2 separate regions of the Capra hircus genome follow, and region 2 is linked to region 1. Evidence: chromatin contacts called from public Hi-C data. All regions are on one chromosome and are shown on one strand. Each heading gives the region's core, a stretch centred on a gene start, on an enhancer-like site or on the middle of the called end of the contact. The rest is flanking DNA. Distances are from core to core; before and after follow the strand shown.

Region 1 (4,547 bases), core at 1,703-4,202:
CTCTGTCCCTGGGATTCTCCAGGCAAGAATACTGGAGTGAGTTGTCATTTCCTTCTCCTAGATTCTACTGTCTTGCAAAACTGGAATTGGGGTACATATGTCTTTTTCGATTATGGTTTCTCCAGGGATGAACCCAGAGCCTATTATACAGAATGAAGTAAGTCAGAAAGAGAAAAACAAATACTGTATTTTAACACATATATATGGACTCGGCTGAGCGACTTCACTTTCACTTTTCACTTTCATGCATTGGAGAAGGAAATGGCAACCCACTCCAGTGTTCTTGCCTGGAGAATCCCAGGGACGGAGGAGCCTGGTGGGCTGCCGTCTATGGAGTCGCACAGAGTTGGATACGACTGAGGCGACTTAGCAGCAGCAGCATGGACTCTAGAAAAATCGTACTGATGAACCTATTTGCAAGGCAGCGATGGCGATGCAGAAATAGAGAACAGACTCATAGACATGGTGGGGGAAGGAGAGAGTAGGCCGAATAGAGAGTAGTGTTGAAATACATACATTACCATATGTACATGGTGAAAAAGATGCCTGAGTGCTAAGTCACTTCAGTCGTGTCCGACTCTTTGCACCTCTACGAACTGTAGCCTACCAAGCTCCTCAATCCATGGGATTCTCCAGGCAAGAATACTGGAGTGGGTTGCCATGCCCTCCTCCAGGGGATCTTCCTGACCTAGGGAACGATCCCACATTTCTTAAGGCTCCAGCATTGTCAGATGGGTTCTTTATCACTAGCGCCACCTAGATAGCTGGTGGGAATTTGCTGTATGAAGCAGGGAGTTGAAACGCAGTGCTCTGTGACACCCTAGAGGGGTGGGATGGGGTGGGGAGGTGGGAGGGAGGTTCAAGAGGGAGGGGTCATATGTATGCCTATGGCTGATTCATACTGATGTATGGCAGAAGCCAACACGATATTGTAAAGCAGTTATCCTCTAATTAAAAAAAATTTTTTTTTTAAATTTAAAAACTGAAATTGGTCATCCTGGATTGTTTCTGCCTTTGGTTTTGCAAACCAATATGATTTGAAGAGATCTGTCACAGCACATACCAAAAGATGACTTTCTAATAGCTTTAAACAGATATATATATGTGGAAGAAATTTCATTTCTGTATAATAGCATCTTGGTATATTAGATAATGTGTGTTCAAAGTAAGAATGGGCCAATTCTATGTCCCAACGCTCTTTCAATGATGCCATGAGGAATCCTGTAATTTTCCTGGGGATTTAAATGATCATTGTATACTAGGCATTGATTTTAGATCACAGTGTTACTTTAGGTCACATTGCTTTATTTCTCTAAATTACACTGAGAATCGGTGACCCATTGGAGCGAAAATTCAGTCTGAATCATTACTGAAGTAACTTTGCCCGATCCAAGAGATCATAAAAGAATCCCAGGTTAACTTAAGGCCGCACATTGTGGATGAGGCCCAGTCTGTTGTGCACAGTTGGCTCCGTAAAGACAGATGCATAGTTTGACGCGCTGCAGCTGAAGACTGAAGGAGCAGCTAGGTGGAGTCAGCCGACGCTGCCAGCCTTTATGGCACTGACCACTCTGGGAGACAGTGCAGAGTGTGCCTCCACTGCAGGCTTTCTGGGGCGGCTTTCCCGCACACCCACCCATCCAGACACAGTGTTTCTGATAGAGTCCAGTCCTGTAAGTTCGCCTGGGCTTGAGGCATATCTTTCCCCTTGGGCATTGGCTTTCTTCCGCAAACCACTGGGTGGGGCCTCTTGTGGATACCTTGCAACTTCTGTTTACAACCCAGCAATATACAGAACCATGACATCTCCTGTAACTCTGGCCACAGAGTCCAGAAAGCCACACATGCAGTTGTCTGCCTTCTTGGGAAGGAAAGGAAAAGTGCTGACAGCAATAGCAAGCCAGAAGAAAGCACAAATGAACACCTCATGAAATCACCCCATGTTTGCCATAGGCAACAGGCCTAAGGCAGGGCAAAATCACCTCTTCACTTGAGTCAGCACTCACCGCTGAAAAGGTGTTTGCTTACTGAGTTTCTGCTGTAGGCCAAGCACTTCCTTGGTTCTCACAGTTAGGAGATGACGCTATGGTCATTACATAATGGAAATGGGTACTAAATGCCAGGAGAGGGGCTCACAGAGTTGTGTGGAGACACTGGGGGACAGTGATAAGGACTCCACCTGGTGGGACAGGAAGAGTTACCGGCAGCAGATTACATTTGAGCTGGGCCTAGAAATAAGAGGAAGCATCTGCGTGGTGGGAAGGAAGAGAGGCAGGGTACCTCCGGGGCAAGCAGGGTGCAGGGGTGATGCTCACGTGGAAATTATTTGGGGGAGTGAGCTGGACTGGAGCCTCCTCCCCAGAGCACCTCATTTACTCTACTAGGAAGGATTTAATTTATCTTTTAGGCAGCAAGTCACAGTCCCCTGGCTGATGCGTTAGATTCCTATGGGCTTACTCAGGCAAATGAGCCAGTCCCTCATGGCTCACTGTACTTCTGCCTTTTTCTCTTCTGCTCAAGAAACTGTAATTAACCTGGGAGGGAACCCTGCGGAATGTAGGTGAGGGGAGAGAGGGATGGGGGAGGGAGAGATGAGTTAGCAGTTATCAGACCAAGCCAAGCAAAAGCCAAGCCAAGCCCTGAGCATTCAGGGGTTGAGCTCAGGCACTGCGTGGGGGACATAGAGATAGAAGAGATAATTTACAGATAGAATCCATGGCTTAGAGATCTTAGATATAGAGGATAAAGGAGAAATAAAAGATTTTAGAGTTCTCAAGATTAGGCAGCTGGTTCCATGAAGCTCTCATTGTTTAAAACAGACGGTGAGAGAAAAAGCACATTTGGAGGACAAGATGCTAAGTTGTTCTGGGGACACATTTAAGATGCATGTGGGACTTTTGGACAGAGAATGGAGATAGGCTGTCGGAAATAGGAGTCGAGAGCTCTCCAGGGAGTGGGTGGTTTTAGATTCGGGAGAGGCACTGGTGAGTATGCTTTAGAGGCACCTTCCAAGTGAGTAGTCACTCAAGGAGAGTGAGTGGAGTAAGAAAACAGGACAACCAAAGCGTTAGGGGTACTGCTGCTGCTGAGGGTGGATAATTAGAACATCCTGAGTGAAAGCAGGGAGACAGGAGCAGAGCCCAGGGAGGGTGTGGTCACAGAGGCAAAGGCAATGCTTTCCGTGTCCTGAAGCCAAGAGATCAGACAGGATGAGGAGTGAGCAAAAGCCTTCCAATGGCTATGACATGGTGGCGGGTGACTTGCCACGCAGGTTAGCCAGGTAGTGTCGCGGCAGCTGAGCCAGCTGGACCAGAGGGATTATGCTGTAAAGAGGGGTGAAGAGGCGGAGCTAGGGAATACGGGCTGTTCTGTCAAGGAGTATGTGGGAGACGCAAGGAAATGAGAAGGCAGCTTAGCATTCCAGGACAAGATTTAAGAGGAGATTTGAGTTTATTGAAAGGCTCCAGGGGGAAGCTGAGGGAGGGGGAGAGATTGGAGCTGTGACAAACAAGGGCTAATTAACGGCTGTCACCCACGTGAGAGGGAGGCAGTGGGACTAGTTAGCCCTGTGGTTCTCTGTCATTTGGTTTCGGGGTCCAGCGACCAATATGGCTTGAGAATCTATTGAAATGGGGTAGAAATCCCCTGGGGTCTCCCTGGGCTGGATAATAACTGGTGTAGGAAATAACCAAAGGTCTCCGTGGCTTATTTGGAGATGGTGATGTGGCCTCTTAGAACTATCTGAACATTAACTAAGTTAACTAACTAACTTAGAACATTCTGGTTGCACCTGCATGTAATTCAGGTTTAAAAAAAATCATTCTTTTTGTATCTTCATTTTCCAGCCTCATTGAGATATAATTGACATACAACATGTGTGAGTTGAAGATGTACAAAGGGTTGATCTGATACACGAACAAATGATTACCACCATACCTTACACCTGCATCACGGCACGTCAGGGCTATCTCTTTTTCTTGGTTAGAACATTTAAGATCTCTCGAAACAACTTGCAAGTTCTCAGTCACTGTGTTGGGAGACACTTAGAACTCTGTTCCGGGCTTTTGTTTTCCACAGAGTATGCTTGGCAGCTCCCCAGCTGACCCGGTTTGGTTACAGCGAAAAGGACTGACTTCATCTGTGTCACTGCCTGCAAATTCAATAACATGTCATTAGAAGCAGTGGGGCGTTACCAGATTAGCAGTGTGTATTTAGAATCTTTTGAAACATCTGAGTCTGATTAACTTGAAATTCTTTAATTTTAACTGATTATCTTTAACAAGAAAAAATTTTTTTTCTAATAATATTATTTTATCTACCCAGTAACTAGGTTCTAATTATGAAGAAAGGGATTCTCTTCTGTTTATCCCTTTCACCTTCTCTTCGTCAGATGCATTTGACAAAAATTGATTGTTTGGGTTGGAATGAGAAATGGCTCTCCTTCTTCCGTTCACCCTTGTATGTGTTGGTGATAACTAGTGAAACAGTGTTCTTTTGATTACTCTTGCGGCCAACATTATGTTTTCTTTTTGATGCTGTGACTGAGT
Region 2 (4,176 bases), core at 1,154-3,653, 380 kb before region 1:
AGGAAGATACTGGAAACAACCTCAGTCTTCAGCAATGGGAATCTACTTAAAAAATGTACTACTTGATGAAGGTTTTTGGCCAGTAGAGATATGATTGAATATTAAGTAGTATAACACACTAAAGTAACACACTAAAGATTGTGTGTTACTTTCAGAAGCATCTAACATATATGATTTATTCCATACAATTCTTACATCAGCCCTAGAAGATGGATACAATTATTATCTTTATTTTGCTGAGTGATAAAGTGAAGGAGGAGCTAAATTACTTGCCCCAAATTAAACAGAGTAAATGGTGGGACAAGAGATGGGAGGCCAGGGAATAGTATAGAATTTATGATAATTAGCAGTGTGAATCCATTTCAGGTTCCTCCTGGGAGAGCAACTTGGCAAACCTGTCCCCTCCTCAAAAAAAAAAAAAAAAAAAAAAAGCCAGAAAGGAAATGATGCCAGTAAACTATCAGGGACTCTCATGAAGGCAGTGGAATTATGGATGCTCTTTTTCTTCTTTGTTCTGTTTGCCAGTTCCTGCAACGTGCTTCTGTTTCTTTGTCGATGGGGTGGGGGCAGTGAGGCCTCCTGAAGCCAGGAGGGCCCAGGTCCGGCTGCTAGCCTGGGGTACACTGCCTTTCCCACCCTTTCAGGTTAAATTCACTTCACACTCCTTTCATCTTAATCAGGGACTGTTGTGGCAGCTGAGCCTGCTGGCATTTATGGCCTGGAATCCGGGTCTCCCCACCCCCAGCTCCCGGGGCTCTCCTTGGCGCTCCTGGAGCCTGGCTGAGAGCTGAGGGCCGAGACCAGGAGGAACAAAGAGGCAGCGGCAGCAGGAGGGGGAGCGGCAGAGTAAATGCTGGTCAGATGCTTGAGGCTTTGTTCAGAGACCCAGTTTGTTAGAGCAAAGGTTTCCGTTTGGAAAACAGGACACGCTGTGCCCAGTGCCCAGGCCGCGTTGGAGCCATGAGCACGTTTGTGCGCTGGTGATCTGCTGCCCTGGGTGGAGGAGGCATTACACAGAACCTCCTTTTACAAGGACAGCAGCTGGGTGCTCTTACCTCCCTACTTCTGGGGTGTCGTCAGGTGGCCCCTGCAGGGGGGTGCTCACAGAGCAGTGCAGCTGGAGTTCCTGGCAGGGGCCATCGCTTTCTCTAAGGGGCCGCACCTCAGTGTCCATCAGTAAAGCAGAAACCCTGCCTTTGAAGGGCAGGGTGGCTAGGAATCTTGTGACCCAAGTGCTGTCAGCTCACCTAACCGGTGCAAACTGACCTCAGTGCACATAAGTCACACTTAAAATATGTCTGAAGATCACCCAGCAACAGGGGTGCAGGGGAACAACCCTGAGTTGAGTTATTTTCTCTATCATTATGTTAAATATTAGCAGAGGGGTGTACGTGTCAAAGAGAGACACACACAGGAGAGATGGGCAGCAGGCTCATCCTGTTGCCCTGATGTGCATTTTTGGAATCTCGTCAGGAGGGGACTGCACTGCAGCCTTCCATAGGCGAGCTCTGGGTTCTCATCCTGGCCAGGCTAACAGCACCCTTGTCTTGAAGAAGGTCCCCTGCCTATTATCAGGCAGGAATAAAGGCAGGTTAAAAGAAAGACCATTTCTTCTTAACCTGTTTGAAACTGGGCTTCCTCCTTCCGTTGAGCAATGAGTGCCGTAAACACAATGTGGTCTGTTTATGGGTCACTTGGTATAGTTTGCCTTTGGCTCAGATCAAAATAGAAAACCAGCCAGAACGTGGTGTTTCCCAGTTGGGCATGTTCCTGACATTAATCATGTTCCCACTGGGGACAGAATGCACATGGGCCGTCTCTGGGCTCTGAATTTCTAGCGGGGGGCGGAGGGGGCTGATTTAGGACCTTTGCTTCTGTCCCCGGAGGCTTCCCAGCTTCCCGACTATCTGTGACTCAATAGGGTCGTGAAAATGAATGAGAAATAGGAGAACCCGGAGTTCTTGCTGTTCCTTTGGCTGTCTCTGCTTGGGGAGGATGCCAGAACACTTGGTGTGACCAAAGGGCTTGAAAGGGTTGGCATGTGTTTCCTTTTGAGGTTATTCAGCTGCAACTGGCCTTGTCACTAGCTGTCACCCACGGTGATGACCTAGAGATGGCCTGGACCCCCCAGCTCCAGTGTGTGGAGGCGGTTCACAGATGGTGTGTCATTTCCTTTGACTTGGCCGAGACTTGCCGGGGTCAGACTCGGCCCCTGTGTGTCTGATGACTGGCGAAGCTCTGTGGTAGGGAGCATTGGTTACGGTTTTCCCTAACCATGCCTGGGAACCTGCCAAACTATGGGTGCTCAGACCTCAGTGGGGCTCTGTTCTAAAGCTCCGGGCTGGAAGTGCTGGGAGTGGCTCCAGGCATGAGAACGTGAGGGGCTTTCTGCCAAATAGTTTAGTGACAAGTCAGCCAGTCCAGAATCACACTGATGGAGGGCAAGGGAAAGAAACAGTGTTTGCAATGCTCAGTCTGGCTGGCAAGAGGAGAGTCATACACATGGCATAGACAGTATAAGGACTGTATTTCCTCCCTGCTACAAAAGGGAAGGTAGCTGAAAAGGAGCTCTGGATTCCGGGGGAAATTTTTACCTCTGGGCCAGTCTTTCCTCAGAAGGGCAACCAGAATAGAAGACTAACAGTCCAACTAGCACCCTAGGGTGGCCTGCGGGTATTTCCCTGGGAAGCTGGGTTGGCCTTTGTCAGGACCAACTAGGACCTTGGGGCCAAGACCTAAGGCAACATCTGTGGGTGGCTGGAGCAAGCCCCTCCAGAATCATGCAGTCTAGAAACCCAACTGCACTGGGTGGAAACCATAGACTCTTGTCCTGTAGTTTTGAAATACTTGCTTTTTCCATAATTACTTCATCACTGGTCAGAACACAGCTATGTCTATCTCTTCTCAGGCTCCAGGTCGAGGGTCTCTCAGGACAAAGTCAGCTCTGTCTGTCAGTATAAACTTTGCCAGCCTGAAATTTCAGAGACTCGTCCACCAGTTGGTGAAGATCGGGGGTGTTCGTTCATTCGGCAAATGTGCACAGAGTTCCTCCAGGGTGTAGGCCCGGCTCTGAGCCCTGAGGACACGGTGGTGGACAAAGCAGGAAGGAGCCCCTTCCCTCATGGAGCCGGTGTCCTCCTGGGGAATTCGGGACCTGAGTAGCAGGTCCAGAGCAGAGAGTCACCCCTCTGTGGTGGGCTGGTCATGGTCGAATTTCTGGGATTACTTTTAGGGCAGGCTCAGAGCAGCCATCTTGTATATTCCCATCTGGTGCAGGGAATTGAAGACCTGATGGAGATTCCTGGGGGCAGTGAGGGCAACAGGCTTGGAGTCCAAAGCAGGAGGTGTCATGGCTAAGCAGCAGCTAAGCTTACTTGCCACGCTCACTATTGCTGTTGGTACAGAGTTCCTTATGCTGCTGGGAAGACTGATCTCTTCCCTGAGAGCCCCACAGGAGGCTGCAGGGACAACATTCCCTGCCCCCACCCCTATATCCATGCCTTCAGGACTGACTGCTCCTGTGCAGGGTTCCTTTTCCTGCCTTCTGAAGCCAGAGAGTACCTCGGCTCCTCTCACCAGAGACCCTCCATGCTGCAGCGGCAGAGGCTTTGGCAGGCCCTGTCTCCCCTTTAGGGCCACCCAGGGAGTTCCTGTTTCTCTGCAGCCATCCAGCTTTCAGTATATTTGCACAGCAAAAGAGCTTGCTGTATTTGGAGCTCACTCCTACTCACTTCTTTAGGATGGTCTGTGATGATGTCTTGCTTAGGTCTTACGAAGGGAGTCTTGGAACTCTTCCCAGAAACTCAATTTCATCCTTATGGTATATGATATTTTCAACATTAAAATGATGTAATGTTTAATTCCCAACCAAAACAAGAGGATAGCCCTTCCAGCAAAATGCCTGCCCTCTTCCCTACATGCATTCCCAATCCTATACCCGTGGGAAGTGCCTTATCCTTGTCCTTCCTCTCACTCATTTCAGATCTCCTTGCAAAGTGGGAAGTAGCCTGTGCCCATGAGTAGCCCAGACCTTCTGTGCTAGTGTGTGTCTACCAGTGGTGAAAGGTGGTTCAAAATGAGTTAGACACATCCAGCAAAGTAGGGAGCTGGACCTACAGACTGGTTCAGGTCACTCTTTTGGGAACCTGCGGAATTGAGATCCTGCTCGTAAACTCA

The links. Hi-C and Micro-C count contacts between places; a contact is called where the count stands out from the background.
Region 2: a Hi-C map of blood shows a contact between it and region 1, with 5 times the contacts expected there. The contact joins two enhancer-like sites. A contact is called at or near these places in 3 of 5 Hi-C or Micro-C datasets (all in blood).

The regions. Positions count from the first base shown.
Region 1 is chr10:29,212,701-29,217,247 of ARS1.2, reverse strand. No RefSeq gene overlaps it. Among named protein-coding and RNA genes, the nearest start is that of SNAPC1, 69 kb to the left of the region's middle. Within about 2 kb of position 2,952, at least 2 of the 5 cell types and tissues checked have an H3K27ac peak or open chromatin away from gene starts, as enhancers often do.
Region 2 is chr10:29,595,863-29,600,038 of ARS1.2, reverse strand. All of the region lies in intron 9 of PRKCH (protein kinase C eta type), which reads left to right. Among named protein-coding and RNA genes, the nearest start is that of PRKCH, 150 kb to the left of the region's middle. Within about 2 kb of position 2,403, at least 4 of the 5 cell types and tissues checked have an H3K27ac peak or open chromatin away from gene starts, as enhancers often do.